Regions from separate parts of the Oryctolagus cuniculus genome. Here region 1 is linked to region 2. Evidence: chromatin contacts called from public Micro-C data. All regions are on one chromosome and are shown on one strand. Each heading gives the region's core, a stretch centred on a gene start, on an enhancer-like site or on the middle of the called end of the contact. The rest is flanking DNA. Distances are from core to core; before and after follow the strand shown.

Evidence for each region. Hi-C and Micro-C count contacts between places; a contact is called where the count stands out from the background.
Region 1: a Micro-C map of ear pinna shows a contact between it and region 2, with 2.5 times the contacts expected there. The contact joins two enhancer-like sites. A contact is called at or near these places in 3 of 6 Hi-C or Micro-C datasets (ear pinna, embryonic fibroblasts and skin fibroblasts).

What each region holds. Positions count from the first base shown.
Region 1 is chr16:41,644,206-41,651,373 of mOryCun1.1, reverse strand. No RefSeq gene overlaps it. Among named protein-coding and RNA genes, the nearest start is that of COL1A2, 100 kb to the right of the region's middle. Within about 2 kb of position 3,388, at least 5 of the 8 cell types and tissues checked have an H3K27ac peak or open chromatin away from gene starts, as enhancers often do. A contact at or near this core is called in ear pinna, where this site is marked.
Region 2 is chr16:41,563,287-41,569,805 of mOryCun1.1, reverse strand. The region is part of intron 1 of LOC138845899 (a long non-coding RNA gene); the gene reads right to left. It also overlaps the pseudogene LOC100352847. Among named protein-coding and RNA genes, the nearest start is that of COL1A2, 23 kb to the right of the region's middle. Within about 2 kb of position 2,090, at least 4 of the 8 cell types and tissues checked have an H3K27ac peak or open chromatin away from gene starts, as enhancers often do. A contact at or near this core is called in ear pinna, where this site is marked.

The DNA of each region.
Region 1 (7,168 bases), core at 2,139-4,638, 80 kb before region 2:
AACTTCTAGTTCTTCTCTCTGCTGAGCTTTCATCATTGGGGCACCAACACATGTCAAAAAGACATCCCAGTGATCCAGAATGGAGGCGTCCAAGCCAAACTGCTGGGCTGTGCACTGACACCTCCCACTAGCTGGCTCTGGGTTTGGGGCAAGCTTCTTAACCTTACTTAGCCTGCCACCATATCCCAAAATGGAGAAAAAAATAAGATTTTCTCAAGAAGCAGTTGGAATCAATAGTTGACTGAATTCACATAAGGATTCAAAAAGTGTCATAAACAGTAGACAACAATGTTCACTATATGACTACCTTTCATCCCTGTATTTTGCATTTATTAATTGTAATTTCCACTGGCACTGTTAAACAGCATTCCAGTTCTTAATTCAAATGTTTCTCTTTTTAATCAATACTAGTCTAAATTCTACCTACAGTAATCTAATGGGGCATCAAATTTAAGTAAAATTAAAAAATAAAAACTTGGATGTAATGCCTGGAATGTCAGGAATATTGCTAGGGGCAGGCATTTGGTGCAATGGTAAAGTTGCCACTTAGGACGCCCATATCCCCTGTTAGAGTGCCTGGTTCACGTCCTGGATCTGCTTCTGATTCTAGCTTCCTGCTAATGCACACCCTGAGAGGCAGGAGTATTTGGCTTCTGCTACTTATATGGGAGACCCAGACTGAGTTTTTAGCTCTTTGCTTCAGCCTGGCCCAGTCCTAGTTATTGGGGACACTTGGGGAGTTAATCAAACAGAAGATGAAAGATTCTCTCTCTCTCTCTCTCTCCCTCTATCTCTCTCTCTATCTCTCCCCCCTACCCTCTCTCTTCTCCTGCCTCTCTCCCTCCCTCCCCCATTTTCAAATAAATAAATAAATTTTAAAAGAATATTATGAATAGCACCTTCTAAAAACCACAGTGTGGAATGTGTCCTTATGCTAATTCTGAATCACAAACTGAAAAACTTCAACCAGCTGCAGTGCATCCTACCCTCCACACATTCATCCTCACACAAAAGGTTTTTATTTCCCTCTACTTAAGATCAGTTTTTTATTTTCCTTCATCAAAGATACTAGGATGAAAAACATCAGAAGAATGACCTTGCGTGTTCCTGAAGTTATTGCTGTTACTATTACTACCCTTGCTCCAGCCACAGTACTGGACAGTCATTTTCCCATTGATGGGAAATGGTCACCTTGCTATGCTGAAAGGAGTTTGTGAAGATTGAAGATGAAAGGGTGGTGAACTGTGGATAACCCACAGATCCCTAACTGGTTGCTACATTATTATTTTTCTCACAATTATCCTATCCAAAAAACACAGATTTATTTGGAAAGGCTCAGAACAATGAAATAAATACAGTACTGATTTCAAATGCAAATGTCATGTCATTTCTGAATGAGTCAACCTTCAAAAGACAATGATAAATCAACCGGATAATTTCTGCATGTCAGAGAGTTTCAAAGGTGATAGCTAGCAAATTGAGGTACACATCAAAGTTTCTCCAATACAAATGTTAAATATATGAGTTACTGCTTTATACATCTCTAAAACCTGTCAAGAACAGGGGAAAATGATCTGCCCTCCATCCCCCATTAACTGCACAGATCACTGAGTTACAGCCTCACCCCTGCTCCCAGGAGTGGCCACAGGGCACAGTCACCAATCCAGCTGTGTGCCATTGCGTCGAAGGTGCAGTTACAGATGCAGCTGCATATGCCTGCTATAGACCTAGAGCCCCAGGGCTGCAGCACAGCCAAGTCCCACCTGGGTGGCAATTCAGGACACAGCCAGAATTCCAGATGCAAAAGGGTCCCTCAAAGCCCTGGGCAGTTGAGTGGCTTAGTCGTCCTCTCAGCAACAAAGGACACAGGGAGTGAGTTCTTGAGCACACACACACCTGTTCCCTAAAAACTCATTGAGAGTAGGAATATCTCAGACCCTGGACTGCAGTGGGTGTCTGGCACAGCTGTAAAGACACCCTTGGGACATCCACATCCCATATCGGAGGGCCAGTGTTCCAGTCCTTGCTCCGCTTCCCATTCTGGTTTCCTGCTAGTGAGCATCCTGGGAGGCATCACTCAAGTGCTGAGTCCCTGCTACCAACGTGGGAGATGCAGACGAAGTTCCTGGTCTGGCCCACCCTCGGCTATTGTAGGCATTTGGTCAAAAAAAAAAAATGACGGAAGAAAAAAGAAGAAAGAGAGGGAGAGAGAGAGGCAGAGAGAGAGAGAGAGAGAGGGAGAGAGAGAGAGAGAGGGAGAGAGAGAGAGAGAGAGAGAGAAAGGGAGGGAGGAGGGAGGAAGGGAGGGAGGAAAGAAGAAACTAAAACCCTGGACCTCTGCAATAAGCAAGCAGGATCTTGGTCTTCGTGGTGTTTGTGTGCTCTACTGAAGGACAACACAGTTTTCAAACTCTCTGGTGGAACCTGAGATGCCCCCTCCTTACATGTGTATTACATATTTTGAGCAGCGACTGTCGCTACCTGTTGTTAATTTATGAAGTGAGTGGGTTGAGAATTAAGGAGGTGGAGAAATCGTGACATGCAAATGATTTTTCCTCCCCCTATGGATCAGAACCTTAATCACACAATAAATATTCTCATTCTCCACATGGAAGATGTAGGTGACCTCAATTACACAAGGGCTTGTGAAAATCCAATATGTGTTTCTTTGTTTCAAAGTGAAGAGGATTTTGAATAAACTATTGTATTGCCTTTCCACTGGAATTTATGTTTACCAATGACATTCATAGAAACAATGTCTCGGAAAGTTCTAGAAGAGCGGCCCAGGCCACTCAGTAGTACCCTTCTCCTCCCTAAAGCAGAATCCCTGTGCTGTGCCTTTAAGGCAGTGTAGGGGGTGGGGCAGAGTGGAGGGGCTGAGCTGGGCCCTCCCCAGCCTCTGAGTCAGCCTGGGGAGACTCAGAGGGACTCTGCCCTAGCCAGAGCCCCCGCCTACAGCCTTCCCTGCCCACGACCTCCAAGCTCAGAGGCCTGAAGTCTTCTTTACTGGGGGAACCAGGATGGTCTGAAGGCCTGGGAAAACTAAAAGTATAATTCATGACGCAGGCATAACACTGCTCCCCTGCCCAAACTGCGCCCCATGACCTAAGGCCTCCTGGGGAAATGCAGGAAAGCCCTAAGTAAGGCTAGTTGCAGGCCTAAGGGAGGAGCCTGCTGCAGTCAACTTTCCTTACATTCTTCCCACAGCCCCTCCCACCACACACACAGGCACGCGCACACGCACACACGCAGACACACACACGCACACGCACAGCCACACTGTTAACCGCTGTTTCAAAACTGAGGAGAATAAACTATTTCAAGACAAGAGTAAGAAGGAATCCTGTGAGGACTTGCAGCTCTGTCCACAAAAATTGTGTGTGTTGGGGCTGGGGGACGGGGGTGGGGGGGGTGGAGGGAAGGAAGGAGGGAGGAAATAAAAGAAAGAGGCAGGGAGACTGGGAGGGAGGCAGGGGCTCAGGCCAGAAACTGAGAGGATAAGCAGAACAGAGCCCCTTCTCCCTCCTCCTACACACACTGAACTTCTGGCAGCCTTCACCCTTGCTAACATTCCCAGGGGCAAGTTTTAAAGAAATGTTCTCGGGGCCAAGAATACTCCATGTGGACACATTGAAACCGTCTGAGATCACCATACAGATGAAAGTGGGTCAGGGAGGAGGAGGAAGAGGAGGGGAGACCTCTGTAATCTTGTAAAGCCACGCCTAGATCTCTCAGCACCGCGAGGCATATTTTCTTCTCCAGCCACGGGAGCCCACAGACTGATGCTCTGATGAACCACGGCATCAGCCCAGTCATCAGCCCACCTTACTGTGGGAAAGACTTTGGTTTCTGTTCAAATCAGCACAGCAGCGTCAGACAGAAACGCAAAAGGAAGAGCTGTACCAACAGAAGCAGTTACTGCTCATGCAGATACTGACCCGGAATATGATCTTATTGCGTGCCCCAAACTGAGTCCATGAAACAGATTGGTTACATACTGAAAAGTTTTTCTAAAAGCAGAAATTAAAGGCTTGTTGAACTTTGCCTCACAAGATTTTAGTGAATTACTGGCTTGTAAACTGGTATTGTTTTTTGCTGGGTTCAGCTTCTGTTATTATTTTGACTTAAGGTTGAAACACTAAAATGGCACTTGAAGATCTGCTAATAACTTACTTTTTTTTTTTTTTTTTTTTGACAGGCAGAGTGAACAGTGAGAGAGAGAGACAGAGAGAAAGGTCTTCCTTTGCCGTTGGTTCACCCTCCAATGGCCACCGCGGCTGGCGCACTGCGGCCGGTGCACCGCGCTGATCCGATGGCAGGAGCCAGGTGCTTCTCCTGGTCTCCCATGGGGTGCAGGGCCCAAGCACTTGGGCCATCCTCCACTGCACTCCTGGGCCACAGCAGAGAGCTGGCCTGGAAGAGGGGCAACCGGGACAGAATCCGGCGCCCCGACCGGGACTAGAACCCGGTGTGTCAGTGCCGCAAGGCAGAGGATTAGCCTAGTGAGCTGCAGCGCCAGCCTTACTAACTTATTCTTAATTAAAAGATACAATCTAAGAAGTTGTAACTTTTAGCAACTTAGATTGTTTCCTGTACCTATGTAACCCTCTTTAGTCAACCTAGCAACAGATGTATTCCTTGATCAAATGGAATAGAAAATTATATGAAAGGAATCAGAAACCATTGCAATGTACTATTGATTTCATCTCCCTCCTGAAGAGATCTTCATGGATTTCCTTTCTCTAACCGACTCTTTAGCCTGGGATTCAGTCTTTAATGATCTTTTTAAAACTTTTTTTTTTTTTTTTGCTCTTGCTTACTTTCTGGTTTTTGGCTTTCTCCTATTTATGTCCTTATGAACTCAGAGTCAGCTTGATCTATTTGCATTCCCATAGCTTCTCTCATGCTTCCTTCTCTCCATCCTCTGCTGAGTTCAACCCTACTTGTCCTCCAAAGGCTAGCAAATATTGACATCTATTTAGGTTCATCCAACCCGGTTTTCTTATATAGATGGCCGATGTATGATCTCCATTGTAATTGACTGTATCATTTATACTTCTCCATATGTATCTTTTTTATGACCATAATCTCCCAACTCTGCCATAATGTCATAACCCTCAGGTTATACACCCCAATTAGCAAGACAGAAAGCACCAGGCATTTGGTACAGCAGCTAAGAAGCCATTCCTAATGCCAACATCCCATACCAGAGTGAAAAGGTTTGAGTCCAGGCTCTACTTCCAATTCTAGCTTCCTCCTAATGTGCACCCTGGGAGGCAGTAAATGATGGCCAAAGTGATTGCATTCCTCCCACCCACATGGGAGATGGGGAGTAAGTTCCAGGCGCCTGGCTTCAGCCTGGCCCATGTCCAGGTGTTACAGGCATGTGTAGAATAATATGATCTTATTGTGTATCCTCAATAAGATGGGAGATTGATCTATCTATCTATCCATCTATCATCTATCTATCCATTCATCCACCCATCCATCCATCCATCCATCCATCCATCCCTTTCTCTGTGTGTACCTACCTTTCAAATAAGTAAAAATAAGTAAATTTTTTAAAAAATCAAGATATTGGCACATTTTCTTAAAAGGGGGGAGGGTACCAGAATCACAATTTTAAAGCTTTTCCTCAATTATCTGCTAGCATCATTAGCAGAAGTTTCCTCCCAGGTGCACAGATATCCTCACAGTATGAGCAAAGCAAATGTGAGGTCTGACCCAGACAGAGCTATCAAGTGAGAAGAACAACCTGCATAATCTCATCAATCCCAGTTCCCAGAAATCCTGTCCACCCCAGGTCTGCACAGCACCTTCCAGCTGTGCATACGTGCCTGGGCAAACGGAACTGACCAAATGTGTCCATTTGTCTGATCTGGCTTGCCCAATCAATATAAAACAGGTTTACTTCCAAGACCAAAAAATGTTCTTGTCCAGTCCCCTAAAAAATCCTCCAACTTAATCTGTTTTCATCAGAGCAGCTGCTGAAAGTCTTTATTTTCCAGAACCTCCCATTGGACTGATGAAACTCTCCACTAAGTTGCCTGAAGGTAGAGATTAATTTACTCACGGGAACTGAACTATTTTTCCCTTGATTAAACATTGCTTTCTCAACCCCATTATATGTTTTTCAGAAATAGACTGCCCCTCCCCCAAAAAAATCCTGTATTTGCTAAAGGGTTGAGGATTTTTATGAAGCACTGCAACTGAATTGCCAGAAAGCAATGTGCAGTCCAGCTGTTCTCCACCTGAGAGCTGGGCCCTCAGGTTCCTCCCAGGGCCTTTCTTTCAATCTCTGTCCCGCTGGCTGGCGTACTTTTCATCTGTTATTGCTCTTTCTTGCTTTCTCTCTGTCTGCACCCTTTCTCTCCTGGCTCCTGGCTAGCACCACTAAGAGGGAGGAGGCAGCTATGAGATGAGGGAGCTCTGATGCTTTGGCTCATGTCCATGTCCTTAATGGAAAGGAGAAGAAGCCACTAGCAGCCAAAAGCATCAAATCTTTAAAAAAGAGGAGGGAATATAGAAATATTTTCTAAACAACTTAAAATGGCATGCAGAGTTTCTTGCACTTTATAAGGTTAAAAAACAGAACCAGTGCACTGTTTGGAAAAAATAACATATACCTTCAGAAACCCTTACCACATATAAATCAATGCTTCTTGGAAGTGTATATGTTCTGGCATCAAATCCAGAGCTTGGCATTTGATCTCTATATTCCTAACCAAAACTATCAAGTCCAGAGAAATCTTTTAAAATTCAGAATATCGTGAGGATTATGAGATTCTTCTTCATCAGTGTTAACTGCCTGTGTTCCTTCTCAGGACCAAATTAGGAAAGCCAACCAAACACTGTCCTTGTCCTTCAAAGATCTCCAAGATGTAGTATTAGAGAGACCTGACAGATGTGAATAACTTTGGGAAGACTCCCAAGCAAAGCAGGCAATGGATGCAAAGGCCCCAAGGTGTGCCTAGTCTGGGGGCACCAGTGAGACTGGAGCAGAGTGCATGAGGCAAGAGTAGCACAAAGCAGGAAAATCAGAGAAGAGAGAGGACACACTCTCCAGAGGCCCATGGGGGATTGAATGGCCTTGGGACTTCACACTGGAGCACTTGGAAAGGCTACAGATGGCTTTGAGCAAAGGAATGGCAGGGATGTATGCTTGCAA
Region 2 (6,519 bases), core at 841-3,340:
GAAGATGACTAATGACAATGCAAACGAGGGACCAGAAGTAGAGGGTGAACAGCTATTGTAATTGTTCAGGCAGGTAATATGACCAAGTAGTCAACAGTATTAGACCAGATCGACAGCTCTCAAATTGGAGTAGACATGCCTGCAAGGTGTGTTAGTACACAGGTTGCTAGACCCACCCTCAGATTCTGTTTCAGTTAGGGTGGGGCATGGGGCCCAGAGCTTCAATATAAGAGTGCCCACTCTATGATAATTGCTCATATCAAGTTTGACATTATTTGGGGCATGTTAACTCGGAATTAGAAACCTCAGAACCTAAAACTAATGGAAAAGACCCTGAATGGTGTCCTCAATTCTGGCCATAGCTTTAAAATGAAAACCTAACCACTCCCCTCCTGTGTTGAGAGTCATAGATTTATCATTTGCAAAGCCTTGCTATTTTATTTTCAAGAGAAGTTGGTGAATTTACAAGTAGTGGATCTGCTTATTATTCTATGTAAGTTGAGAAAATATTACCCCCAATTTACAGATGAAAGAAACGATACTCCAAAGGGATCTTGACCCTCTCTCATTTCTGTTCTTGCCAAGATTTTAATAATTTGCCACAAGATAAACATGCCAGCTCCAGAAACTGCCCTTAACAGACAGGAGAGGGAAAATCTTAGACTGATCATTAAAAGCACACCACCAATCTAAAGCAATGCACCACACAATCCGAGTCCATTAACAGCAGCTCATCAGCTCTAACCGGCTTTCTCACTGGAAAATTATTGAGTCTGCTTGATATTCATCCTATAGGACTGAACAAGTGTCTGCTTTTTTCCCTCTGTTCTTTGAATTTGTTTTCTATAAAGCAACATTAAGCTATAGATTCAGCAGAGTCCCTTGTAAAATAAGGAAAAAAGAAGCCTCTCTTCTTATTCCCTTCAAGTTCATGAAAAGTCCCAAGAACTGTACTTTCTATTAAACTGAGAAGAGCTATGTGTAATGAGGAAAGAATTTTGTTCAACAATAGCAGCAGTGCCACATAGCTGACCAGCTGGAGCTCAGCCCAGCTGTGGCTGTGCAGCCCTCCCTTCCAGAAAGAAGCCAGCGTGGCTCAACAGGGTGACTGCACAGAGGGAGTCAGCCTCCAGCCTCCCCCCGGGAAGCCAGCCACTTCCATCTGCAGCAGGATCTACGCCTTTCTGAAGCTTTGGTCGCCCTCTCTCTTGTTATCTACCTCCCTATCTACCTCTGTCTCCAGCATCTCTAGCTCTCCCCTCCCCTCTCCTCGCCCTAACTCCAAGGCTTTAAGTCAGTTTGAAGGTTTTCACATGAGCCTTTCAGTGTATTGGATCCACACAGACTATCCTTGGATTTGAATAAAAAATTAGCTGCTTTTATTTCTTGGGGACTACATTTTGATCAAAAGATGAGAGTAACTGACACTTAAGAGGGAGGCATTCTGAACCCTGCATTTCAACCTCTTCTTGCTGATTGCTATTTATGGCACTTATTCCAACTTAGAAAATGTAATATATAGGTCCTTAATGTGTTTAGTTAGGGACCTCATGAATCATGTGGATTTCTCCACAACCTAAGCGGTCATTACGCTGCCCCAAGGGCGTGCCATTCTGTGGACATTTCATCTTTGTGTCCCTGTTTATTTGTAGCAAGCAAGCCCAGTTCTGTAGGACACTGATTAGAGGGACAATGTTAGTTATCGACTGTAAGTTTCATCCAACCAAAAGCTGCCAAGTGTTGTTCACATAATGAAGATGCAGAGCTTCCAGACTTGATTGTGTTTTTTGCTTTGGGGCTTCCGATCCTAGCTCAGGCTCTCAGAAAGGCCAAACTACTTCTTATCCTGCATTATTCCTTCTCAGCAACAACAACCTAACCATGCATCTTGGAGACTGCCTGCAAGTTGTTGCCATTAAAACCTCCTTTTTAACTGCAACAATCCTGCTCTTAGTCCCCTCAAAGCTAATGAACCAACACTGCTTCCTTTGCTTGCTGCCGGACTTCAGCTTTGCAAGGAATTGTACTAAGTGGGGAGAGACAGTGGGGGATGGGATGGGTGGTGAGTTAGTATAACTGAGCGGAGCTGAGCTGGCTGGGAGATGCTTTCTCACCAGCTGTTATACATCAAGAAGAGACAGGCTCTTGTAACCCTTTCCTGGCAACTAGTTGGAAACAAAAGTCAGTGTGGATAGATTTTCTGATGAAAACATACACACAGCATAACACTGTGAACTAAATTCACATCTCAATGTGATTATGAGAATTTGACAATGTTTGTGTCTGTGTTTTGGAGGGTCACTTGTGTGAAGATGCAGAGGCATTAAACAGTGGAGGAATCACTGACTTCCAAACGGTCTCGCTGTTTACTTTTTCTGAAGGAAAGCTACTCTTCCCACTGAGATGCAGGGAAAGAAAGCTCTCATCTGAAAACTATAAAGGGAAGTGTAGGGTGGGACCTCCCTGGTCTAAGCCCAGAAGTGTAGTCAGATGTGCTTCCCTTAAGGGTTAAGTCCAGAGCACCTCCCAGGAAATGACAAATGGTCCCATAGCCCAAGTTCTGCCCACCCCGCTGCCCCCAGCATCCAGACTTCCAGACATCAAATAGTTAGAAAAAGTGTTTGGTTTGAAATAATTCCTGAGGGTTAGCTTGCCTCACAAACCACATTCTTTCTACCCTCCTCCCCCTACACAGTTTTAAAAAAAGGAAAACGCCTTGGAATTCTGATGATAGATTTTCACAAAATTGTCCACGTTGCTTGCAGAGGCAAAAAAAAAAAGGGCAAGAAAGTCAAGAAAATCTGTATAAAGTTATGACTTCTGTGGCTACTGAAATGTTGGTCTTTAATTAGAGATATTTGTCTTCCCTTCTTATGTCTTTACATTTTGAATTATTACTGTAGTCTTCATCTTGCAATTTTCCGTTCTAACACCCAAATTCCATTTTAGCTCTATTCCCATGCAGACATTAACTGTTTTTTGAAATCCAAGGTCCAGGGCCAGTGCTGTGGTGTAATGAGCTAAGCCTCTGCCTGTGGCACCGGCATCCCACATGGCTTCCAGTTAGAGCCCCAGTTGTTTCTCTTCCAACCCAGCTCTCTGCTATGGCCTGGGAAAGCAGTGGAAGATGGCCCAAGTCCTTGGGCCCCTGCACCCACAGGGGAGACCCAGAAGAAGCTCCTGGCTCCTGGCTTTGGATCAACTCAACTCTGGCTGTTGCAACCATTTGGGAAGTGAGCCAGTGGATGGAACACTTTTCTCTCTGTCTCTCCCTCTCTCTGTTTCTAACTCCATCTCTCAAATAAATAAATAAAAATCTCAAAAGAAAGAAAGAAAGAAAGAAAGAAAGAAAGAAAGGAAGGAAGGAAGGAAGGAAGGAAGGAAGGAAGGAAGGAAGGAAGGAAGGAAGGAAGAAAGAAACCCAAGGTCCCTGAATGGTTCCAAACCTTAAGTTAATCTGTCAACATTTTCCAACTTGCAGATGCTTAGGGCCCACCCTCAAAAGTTCTCATTCAGTGGGCTGGTGCCGCAGCTCACTGAGCTAATCCTCCACCTGCGGTGCCAGCACCCCAGGTTCTAGTCCCGGTTGGGGTGCCGGATTCTGTCCCAGTTGCTCCTCTTCTAGTCCAGCTCTCTGCTGTGGCCCGGGAAGGCAGTGGAGGACGGCCCAAGTGCTTGGGCCCTGCACCCGCATGGGAGACCAGGAGGAAGCACCTGGCTCCTGGCTTCAGATTGGTGCAGCACTGGTCGTAGCGGCCATTTGAGGGGTGAACCAACGGAAAAGGAAGACCTTTCTCTCTCTCTCTCTCTAACTCTGCCTGTCAAAAAAAAAAAAAGTTCTCATTCAGGAAGTGGGGTTTAGAGCCTTAGAAAATGCAGTGGCTTCCTTCAGTGATTTTAATGCAGATCTTAGTTTGCAAAACACTGCTCCCAGTGTACACGCATCCCACACATATGCATGTGCACACACACACACACATTACTTCCTTCAATGAATTCCATCAGAGAACAGTCATCGTGAAGATTTCTGTTTGCAATTCTATCATAGAAGAGATCCTACTTTTCTTTTATTGAAAAAATTCTTCAAAAAGTGGCCAATCTGGCCTCACCATTTCTGCTTCCCAATCCCACTGTTCACTTACACTGGGCACAATCTAGCTTCTTCCTAATGATTCCTAGATCAGTAGTCAGTGACTTCACAGTCATGAAGTTCAGTGATCACCTTTAGTCCCTTGCTTCTCAAACCTGCTCTTGGCCTCTAACATTGGCCACCATCCCCACCTTGTAGCCCCTCCTTCCTTTGGACCATGGACATCTGCACTCCCCAGGTCTCATCCTGTCCCGCTCTTTGCTCTTTCTCTAGATCTTCATATTCTTCCTGCTGTGACCTCTGACAAAGTCTGTCCTTGGCTACTTTGTGTTCCATCTCCGCACATTCTCCTCCAGGCAAGCTTTTACCACCTGTCGGTCCTACTGCATCAACCAGCATCTCCTCTTCAGGGGACTTCCAGCCCTGCCTCTCTCTAGTCCTGACCTTTCTCTCAAACTCCATTCCTTTCCCCTTATTGCTTGCAAGACTCCTTTACCTGGCTTTTCCAACTGTGTCCCCAAAGTAACATGTTCAAAAGGGAAAATTAATCTTTTCTTCCAAACATACTCTTCATTTGGTGTTTTTGTGATTCTTCTTTGAAGTTAATTTATTTAAAAGACACAGCTCCCATCCACTGGCTCATTCCCCCAAATGCCTGATTAGCCAAGTCAAAGCCAGGAGCCAGAAACTCAGTCCGGGTCTCCCACATGTGTGGCAGGAACCCAAATACTGGAGCCATCACCTGCTGCCTCCCAGAGTGCACACTAACAGGAAGCTGGAATCAGGAGTGGAGCCAGGACTCAAACCCAGTTACTCTGAGATGAGATGTGGGCATCCCAAGTGGCGTGTTAACCACTGCCCTGTAATTCTGTAAATGAAAGCTCAGCCACCCCAGATAGTGAAGGTCAAAGCTGCAGCATCACCTCTGACTGCTTTCTAACACTCAGCCAGAGTATCTGAATAGGTACCACCTATTATCTCCAGTCTCCTCCTTTCTATTTCTACTGCAGGACTGTAAGTGTTACTCTATTTCAAAAATGAGAGTTTTATGGGTACTACAGTATTCAGAGGAATATTTAAAAGGCTCAACATGAAATTTGAACCATCCTTGGAAGACAGGTAGGATTTTGCTAAGTCAAAGGAGGAGTGGGATGGAATCTGGTGGGAAGATCAAGATGTATGCAGCTCCAGATGCAGGAATACACCGGGCATGTGCAAGGAGAATGAGAACTGGTTTGATAAAAGTCAAATGTGTTATCTCCAAGGTTTTCTCCCTAATGAACCATTTACCCTCACGTAATTACTTCCTTGTGTGGTTTCCTTTGAATCTCAGTTGGCACTTGGCCTTTCTTTTTTCTTTATTATATAATGTAAGCAAAGTAATAATGCATAAAGTCAAAGGCTGAGATATAAGAAGGCTTATAGCTTCCTCTTTGCGCTCTTAGAATACTCTTCTTGGGAGCTAAAAAAGAAATATGATTGCTATGTTAGAGATGTCAGGCATTTCAATAAGCATTCCCAGCTGAGCCCAACTTCCCAGTCATCTTTGCAACAGATATGTGAATAAATTCACCTTGGAATCTTCAGACTAGACCATCTACCAGATGAACCTAGGTAACCTCAAGGAGGAATAATTGCCCATCTAAGCCCTACTCAAATCCCAGGACCACTAATCAAGAAATATAGTAAAATTGTTGCTGTTTTAAGCCACTTAATTTTGGTATACTTGTTAGACAGCAACAGATAAAGAAAACACAAAGGCACATTTTGTTGAGTAATAGTAAATAAGATTAAATATGTAGAGTGGTTCCAAATTATGGGACAGTCATGAAAATGTCAACCAAAGGAGCTTTCTTGCTGATACAGTATAGAAAAATAAGAGGCAAATGAAAGATCTTGAGCAGTATAATAATAACCATAGTATTGTTAGATTGGCAGAAATACACAAAATGCATAGATGAATGGCAAGCATTTGGCAATCTAAGAAAAATGAGGGTCTAAATTTAGCTGTGTGATATTAACAAAGGTATTAACTTGACTATGCTATATCAAGGTATAGTCATGATATGAAAGTGCTTTAAAAATTTATTCTGAATACCATGTAAAATAAATTATGTTAAACAGATCAAGTAGAGACTACAGACATTAAAAGCAACTAGAAAGTTGGACACTAATGTGGTCATGCTGTGATGTATTCCTGAGTTAGGAAGGTTTATTTGGTCCTGCTCTAGCCATATTTCTGCAACCTTCTGCTACATAATTTATACTCTACTCCTACTAACTATGGATAGTAGCTTCAAGATAGCATACTTTTTCTAAACTTCAATAGTCTTATTTTTGCTACGTTCACCACTACCTAATTCTCTCCTTATCTACCAAGCCATACCTATTTATCTTTCAAGACTCAGCTAGGGCTTTGCTGCTGTCAT